Linked DNA regions of Ovis aries: region 1 is linked to region 2. The links are chromatin contacts, called in public Hi-C maps. All regions are on one chromosome and are shown on one strand. The core of a region is the stretch at or near the end of the contact, and the rest is flanking DNA. Distances in the headings are between cores, read along the strand shown. Region 1 overlaps COL8A1 (collagen type VIII alpha 1 chain). Region 2 holds the start of COL8A1 (collagen type VIII alpha 1 chain).

What was found. A called contact is a pair of places that touch in the nucleus more often than the background predicts.
Region 1: a contact with region 2 is called in a Hi-C map of skin fibroblasts, with 1.8 times the contacts expected there. The contact joins the enhancer-like site here to the promoter of COL8A1 in region 2. A contact is called at or near these places in 4 of 16 Hi-C or Micro-C datasets (retroperitoneal adipose tissue, skin fibroblasts and tail adipose tissue).

The regions. Positions count from the first base shown.
Region 1 is chr1:164,956,142-164,960,161 of ARS-UI_Ramb_v3.0, forward strand. All of the region lies in intron 2 of COL8A1 (collagen type VIII alpha 1 chain), which reads left to right. FILIP1L (filamin A interacting protein 1 like) reads right to left here. Exons shown (of 9, transcript XR_009600904.1): 7 at 3,757-3,899. Among named protein-coding and RNA genes, the nearest start is that of CMSS1, 62 kb to the right of the region's middle. Within about 2 kb of position 2,105, at least 9 of the 54 cell types and tissues checked have an H3K27ac peak or open chromatin away from gene starts, as enhancers often do.
Region 2 is chr1:164,840,752-164,844,741 of ARS-UI_Ramb_v3.0, forward strand. COL8A1 (collagen type VIII alpha 1 chain) reads left to right here and starts at 1,268. Exons shown (of 5, transcript XM_060416596.1): 1 at 1,268-1,346.

The DNA of each region.
Region 1 (4,020 bases), core at 855-3,354, 120 kb after region 2:
GAATTTTATCATAGGTATGTAGGTATAGGAAAAAACATAGTACATAGGGCTTGGTACTATCCAAGGTTTCAGGCATCCAGTGGGGTCTTATCCACAGATAAGGGGGTATTGCTATGAACAGCTACCAGCTCCCAGATATGGGTTTAAAATTTTTATAACATATATATTGAAGCATTTAATTTTTTCAATTCTTCAAAATGAAATCATCTCATGTGGAATAAGTAAAGAAATGTTTCTACCTACAAAAGATACCACAATGCAAAAAAAAGAGAGAGAGAGAGAGAGAGAGAGAGAGAGAGAACCAACTTGGAATCAACTTTGAACTTGCTCTGCAACTTTGGTCAGGATGCTTAACCTCTCTGGGCCCTGCTTCCTTCATGTATGAAATAGAAAAAGTGAAAATGTAATTTACATGGCTGGAAGTTCTTTAAAGCTAGACTACATTTTTGAGACACTACTCAACTTATCCTGTGAATGTGGTCATGAGAGCAAATAGAAAGACAATGGCTTTTCTCAAATTGTCCTGCACACAGGACAGGCAACGGGACAGCAAGTTTGATCTCCTGGTCTATTATGCAGAAGTGCTAGAGGTAGTAAGGACACTCGCAGTGAATGCACAGGAGTAAAGAGCTCAGTGATGGAGGTCTGTGTTTCACTTTTCTTCCTGGGCGCTGCCCTCAGCCTGTACACCTGAACTCTACAGCCCTGTGTGTCCCTGCCTTCCAAGAGTCCTCACGAAAGCACTTTTGCAGAAAAGTTGAATCTTTGCTGGTGGATTGAGGTCTAACTCCCCTCACTCCAGACTTCTTTTATCAGAGATTTCCTGGATTTAAAAAGCTGGTCGCTGCTAATCCTTCTAACTCCCTATCTAAGACTTCTCAGTTACCAAACCATGTCTAACCTCAATAACTACAAGATCGTTATCAAACCAAAATATTGACACTAGTGGTACAGAGATACACATGTTGGCAATTGCTTGGTGCTGAGTTCTGACTGGATAGAGAAATGAGTATTTCCAGCACCGGATACAGGATCTTTTGGACGAACACATGAATGTAATTATGTATTACAATGTACATACTTTTCCTTCAAAGAGCTCAGGTTTCTATAAGGTTACTTTTAAAATAAAGATACTCAAAATAAGGTAAGGTAAGGTGCCTAAGTAATGGTGGCTCAGGATAAGTCTTTATGGAGAGATCCTAAAACTTGCTGATATCGAAAATGTTTCCTCAGTATCTAAATCAGTCAAACGCAGAGTAACGGGAAGAGAATGGTAATTGCCAGGGACTGAGAGGAGCAAAACTGGAGAGCTGCTGTTCAGTGGGTATAAAGTTCAGTTGTGTGAGATGAGTTAAGTTCTAGAGATCCGCTGGAGAACACTGTATTGGTGGTTAATGACGCTACGTGTGCGTGCCTAGCCGCTCAGTCGTGTCCGGCTCTTTTCAACACCATGGACTGTGCCTGTCAGGCTCCTCTGTCCATGGAATTTTCCAGGCAAGAACACTGGAGTGGGTTGCCATTTCCTACTCCATAGTGATGCTGTACTGTATCTTTAAGAGCTTAAGAGGTTAGATCTTGTGTTATCCATTCTTACCATGAAAGAAAGAAAGAAAGGGGGTAGGAAAGAAGAAAGGAAGGCAAGGTTGTTGCTGTCCATGTAAGGCAGACTTTAAAAACTAATAACTTTGAGATACTGGTGTTTTAGGGAAATAGGACTAGTTTTCAACATTATTCTTTGTGATCCATGCAATGTCGTATAACCATAGCTTTCTTCAAAACTTATATTTAAAACACTATGCAGTTATCAAAATAAGAATTAAATTTTAAAAGAACTACAGAGGCTGTCATAATTTCTGATGCAAAATAAATAAATAAACAACAGGAACATCTCATAAACTTTGAGCTTGTGGTAATTTCATTTTCCAAAATAAGGAAGCCTAGGGTAAAATTAGTTTCCCGAAACTTATAAACCTCTACTGGTGTTAGTTAATTCGATTTCAGAATTAATGTTTTTTAAGTGAAAGGAGTTTTTAATTCCAGAGGTTCTGGGAAACGTCAGCACCTTGTCAAGGTTGAGCCATGTTTAGCAACAGTGACATTCCACTGCCCCGTGGACTCCACCCTGAGACAGAATCCTAAACCAGGCAATCAGCCTGATCCAGTGCGATGTTTCTAGATGTTCTCTTACAAAATAGTTTCAAAGACCCATGACTAGAGAATTACAAAATCATGCCTTCCGTTTAGAACATGTTTATAAATATGCATAATGGAAGCTTAGCTCTCCACTCTTTCAAGAAGTACAAGGTAAAAGTCCATGGTTCAGTTCAAAGGAATGTTAAATATCAGCCTGAGATTTATACTCTTGGGAAAGAATGTTACAGTGGAAAAAGGGAAGAAATGTGCTTGGTTTGTGAGCCAGTGGCTCTTTTGTGAGAACCAGAGTCTTGAACTTTGAGGCAGCCGTGTCGTACTGAGCATGGCCACAAAGGCCTGAGGACAGTGCCATGACATCACCTATATATGATTGCTGCTGCTGCTGCTGCTGCTAAGTCACTTCAGTCATATCCAACTCTGTGTGACCCATAGACGGCAGCCCACCAGGCTCCCCTGTCCCTGGGATTCTCCAGGCAAGAACACTGGAGTGGGTTGCCATTTCCTTCTCTAATGCGTGAAAGTGAAAAGTGAAAGTGAAGTCATTCAGTTGTGTCCGACTCGTAGAGACCCCATGGACTGCAGCCTAGCAGAGCAAGGAAATGCTTTGAGGGTATAGCCAAAATCACTGTAAATCTGGATAAAGCCAGAACTAAGTAAACAGTATTTTTCAAATAGATACTGGAATTATTTGATGTACATGCAAAGTAAACAGAAGGAACCCCAAATTCCAAGGAAATACGGTTTCTTTGTCAGGTCCCCTCTCTCAGAGAATGCCTCCTTTATCGTACTTCAGCTTGTCTGATGGATACTATTATAATTAGTTATAACTTTTTTATAGATAAAGACATGAAATTCTAACAGCATATAAAGAAAGGACCTTACTATCTTCTCTATTGTTGTGTCCCCAGAAATTAGAATGGTACTTGGCATACAGCTAGTACTCAGCAAATTTTTGTTGAATGAATGAACAAAAACTGGAATAAACTGCTAAGTCAAAGGAAAATACAGAAAGTAAAAAAGGAATCTTCTCTTCCCAATTGTTTTTATGTAAAAAGCCATATTGTCAGCTGAAATCTAATAAAAATTACAAGAGAAAATTTTCTTTCTGGGGAGCAGCTCTTATCTAATGTACTTTTTTTCTCAGCTGCCAGCCTTGGGTTCTCATTGCCCCATATATTTACAACATACATTGGCATTCACTGAGCATAACAGATCTTTATCTTGAGTTTCACTGGTTTTTATGTAGTCTACATACTTCACTCCATCTTTATCATCTTTGACAAGTGAACATTACCAAACTGAAGAGTTAAATTAAAAATTGAATAACTGACAGGCTGGCAACCACAAATGTTCATTTCTTTTGACCACCCACTCAATTCGAAAATTCTAATTTGTCTTAAATTTACATCAGTTCATGCTTCTTTAATTTTTTTTTTTTTTACATCAGTCCATTCACCCTAACCAGTTCTGACCTCAAGCCGTATTGCATAGCAGTGGATTGAAGCTAGTAGAGAGAGAAAAATATGAAACAAAAAAGGAAGCATCCTTTTAGGAAAGTTAATGACAAAACAGAAGCCTCACACATCTAAGGTATGGACCTACCTGGAATCTGGTCTGGATTTTAGAGGCCGTTATCACTCAGCCTTGACTGGATCCACATGAATCTATTCTTTTATCCAATGTTGTATCCAATGTTCTTTGAGATCCTTGACTCAAAGACCTTTTAGAAATGTGTACAAGTCATTCTAAAGTGAGAAAGTGAGTAAGATACATTCTAGTAGAAAGTCAAGGGGAGAGAACATAAACCTTTCCCATCCCCCTTTTGGTGACATTACATTGTAAAAATAGATTTGGGGAGGAGCCTAG
Region 2 (3,990 bases), core at 18-2,517:
TGTGAATATATTACTATACATTTATATAGTTATATATCAATATTGTCAGTAAAAGTTATTTCCCCTGTTCTTTTCAGGCCCATCCATCCATCTCCCTGCCTCTTTCTTTCCCCTTGTCAGTACCCCTCACCCTCAAGGCTCAGGTTCTCTCTTTTCAAATGCTTTAATTCCTGTGGTGGCAAAAATCAAACTTGGGCTAGGAAGTGAGTCACGGCTCAGCAGCTAAAGGAGTTTGTTTTTCTTTCTCTGAATGTATTTCTTAAGAATTTCGGCCTGATCCTTCAGCCTCTTGTTGGTTGAATCCTCTTAATGTTTAAGACACACAGAGAGCTATGGCACCAAGACGTTTTCCAATTGCTAGGAATGAGAGTTTTTAAAATACCGAAAATAACCAGAGGGCAGAGAGCCCTGCAATCCTGTTACATAAGCAGATGTTGGAGGACCGAGGCTGGTTTTGAGGTTCCTTTCTCCACAAGCCAATCTCCGCTGATCCTCTCCAACCTTTGCTGGATTTACCTTAATGCTGCAGAAGTCTCCCGAGGGGCCTCTGGATGCTGCGCACTACCGGCAGCACCAGGAGAACTTGCTGGTCACAAAGCACAGTGGGGAGTGATGAGTGAAGGGCCGGCTTTCACCCGCGGGGGGTGGGAGACCAGGACGCAGGAGGGCGGCCGGATGGCAGCCGGCTGTGGCCAGCCCTTCTCCGCGCCCATCCAGAGCTCGGGATGCGCTACTCCGAGGGCCAGCTTCCCCTCCTTTCCCTTGCCTGTGAAATTCCAAATATTCCTGAACCGTTATTTAGGTTTACGAATTCACAGAAAATACCTATTGTTATTCTCCGTCACTCACAACTCGCTCCCCAACACCACTGCCATCTAAAATGTCATACAAAATGGCAAATCATCAAAATTCTGCTTTCCCTCCGTATCTTGCTTGTTTGACTGTCTCAGTCTCCTGGTCGTTTTCTCCCCAGTCTTTTCCCTGTCTGTGGACTACATCCCTTTATAAGTTTTCTCTCTTGTCTCTCTCTGTCTCTCTTTTTCTCTCCTTCTCCCTCCTCTCCCGTTTCCACTGCTTCCTCCGCTCCTCCACCCTCCTCCCTCCCCGCCCCTCCTCCCTCTCTCCGGCTCCTGGCTCTGCCCTCGCCGCCCCTCCCCAGAGAAGAGTGTCCAGCTTCCCGGGGCTGCCCGCCCGCCGCTGCTCCTCTGCCCACCTACCATGAGGAGCGGCTCCTCCCACCTGCCCATAAAAGCCAAGTGCATGTTACCAGCAGCGGATCAGAGCACTTTCCCGGTCCTCTCCTGTGGGAGCCCCCGAGCCTCTCTCCTGGATCTTACTTGCTCAAGGTAAGATAACCCTTCTGCAGGCATCTGACCTACTGGGGGTTGCTTTGGGGGAATCAGTTTCCCCTGGTCAACGTGCTTACTGTTTGGTTAGAGCTGATTCTTATGGATGCCAGATCGGCTGCTCCTTTAAACCAGCAACTGGTTTGAAAACAAACTTCTGTTTGAACGGTAAAATAAAAGTTCGTTTGGGGCAGAAACAGCAGCATAAATATTGCAAAAACCTTTTCGCCTTTTAAATCACTTTTTCCCCTGGTTGCTGGCTGTTGCCGAGGTTAAAGTGTATCTGTTTGGGGTGTTTTCCTGATCGCTTTTCATTGTAAATATTTCACGTAACAGTGGGGGCAAGGAAAACTTTGTCCCATTGTCAAAAATGTACTTTAAAAGAACACAATTAGTTTCCTAAAAATAGCACAAAGGTCTGCTAACAATTTTGCCATGTTTTCCAAACCCCCAAGACAGCTTCTGTGAGTCCTTTAAAAAATATCTTTCCAGGTTTAAGTGCTTGGAAAAAATGATGCCAACGGGTACCCTTTGCCCAGAGACCATAATCAGGTGGCTGGTAGATAGGAAAGAACAAATCCAAATTGACAAGCTACGGCACAACGTGAGAGCACAAAATTGTCTTTTCAAGACGTCCTAAAATGAGAATTGTGCTGGAATAGAAGTGTATAAAAGAACTTCATGAATTTCTATACACACACCTAAACATAAAGCATTTCAATGTGTTCCACAGTCAGAGAAAAATACAGGCCAGATTATCCAATACTTCTGTTTACACCCGAGGGTTGTAAAGAACGATCAGCTTGAAGGCTTTGGAAGTTTGATCCCTGCTTGTCACCTTCTTTTTCCTTATCTAGTAAAAATTGATCTGATTGCCAGAGAGATAGTCTTTAAGCTACCCTCATTTTTAAAGACTTCGGACTTTACAGCCTGATCTCTGAGGTCTGAGAATATGTGTCGTGCACCTGTGAAGGAAAAACGTCCTCCGCAGCTACTTCTGGAAAACCAGACACTTAGTCCATGAAGTTTGCAGTCAGAATCTGCGGGCTGTGTGGGATGAAACTCTCTCATGTGGGAGAAAAACCCTCTTCAAATATTTCCTCTGGGGAATTGCACAAGACAGCTGAGAGACGGCAAACCAAAGCTGGCAGTCAGGAAACCGAACCACTGTTTCAGCCCTCAAGGTTCTTAAAGTAGGAGAGGAAAAGGTTTCCTTTTTTTTTTTTTTTTTTTTTGGTTTGTTTATATTGTTTCTCTTGAAAAAGGAAAAGTCTCCAAAGCTGTAAAAAATTCTTCACTATTAAAGAAAATAGAATCATTAGAAGTTTAGCTAAGGGTCTTCCAAACCTTTCCCCCTTATCGTTTGCATATCAAAAGAAATAATAAAGATATTTAAAATTTCTACTTGGCATGGAGAGGATTCAATGCTATTATTCAAATGAAAAAGTTATATGTCAAACTTCCTGTCATGCGAAATTTTGCTTCATTGGAAAAAATTATTACTAGGAGTGCGGTTTCCTTTAAGAAAATGATATAAAATTACTATTGGCCATGATAATATGTGACCTGAGCATATTAAAATACCTTTTATCTCAAGCCACAGTGCAGACTGCTTGCTTCATATTTGCTGTAAGTGGCAAGAGCACAGGTGTGGGACCAGGCCAAACCAAGTGTGCGGTATGTCCAAGCTAATTCCTCTTTTATGTTAGTGCCGGATTCACGCCCATCACCACGAGGGTGAAGAGACACTGCTTCATTCACCAGATCCCCTTGAGGAAAGTTATCTTTTCTGGGAGGGAAAAAAAAAAAAACGTGCTGCCAGTGTAAAAGAGCTCCCTGTTATTCCTAAATGTGGGGATGAAAAGTGTTCCCCCAGGGTTTGCTTCTGCTTTTCCTGGCAGTTAATCCACTCTACCAGCTATGAACCATTTCACAGTAACTGCTTTCCCCATGTGCCATCACATTCAACACCCTAAATAACTAGATGAGATCATCCTAGACTGCTCATGACCTCACTTTCCCAGGGGTCTTTACCAGACACTAAAAATGACACTTTCTCCATAGTTTCCTCCTTAAGTTTATAGAAAGATCAGTAGTGGGGAGTCATGGAGTCCCCCCAGCGTCTCCCCCTTTGCACAGGATATAGAGGCATGAGGCTTGTCTATGCCATTGTATCACTGCCCCTGGGTTGGGTTGGTTCATGGCCCTACCTACCCCATCCCACTCCAGCACAATTTGAGTGACTCCTTTAATGTTTCTTATAAAAGAAAAGTGACTGCATGTTTCCCTAGAGATACACAGGACGGGAGCTCGGTTGATCTGGAGGGCCTGTTACATCTAGGGAAACACACATTTTAGATCTGCTATTCCCAAAATTATAAAACAATATTCTTCCCATGATCAGAAGGTATATCCTACCTTAATTCCATTTGTGAAACAAAAATCAAGGAGAGGGGAATGAAATGAACAGAGAATTGAGAGGGAAGCTGGGCAGAACTGCTCCTAGAAAGTGCCCTAGAAGAGTAAGACCAGAATCTCTGTAACAAATGCAACTTCTTTTTGCTCTTTTTTTATGTGGAATATGGGGAACAAAATCCATATCTGCTGTTGTTGTTTTTTTAATCAATAAGAGTATTTCTAATAA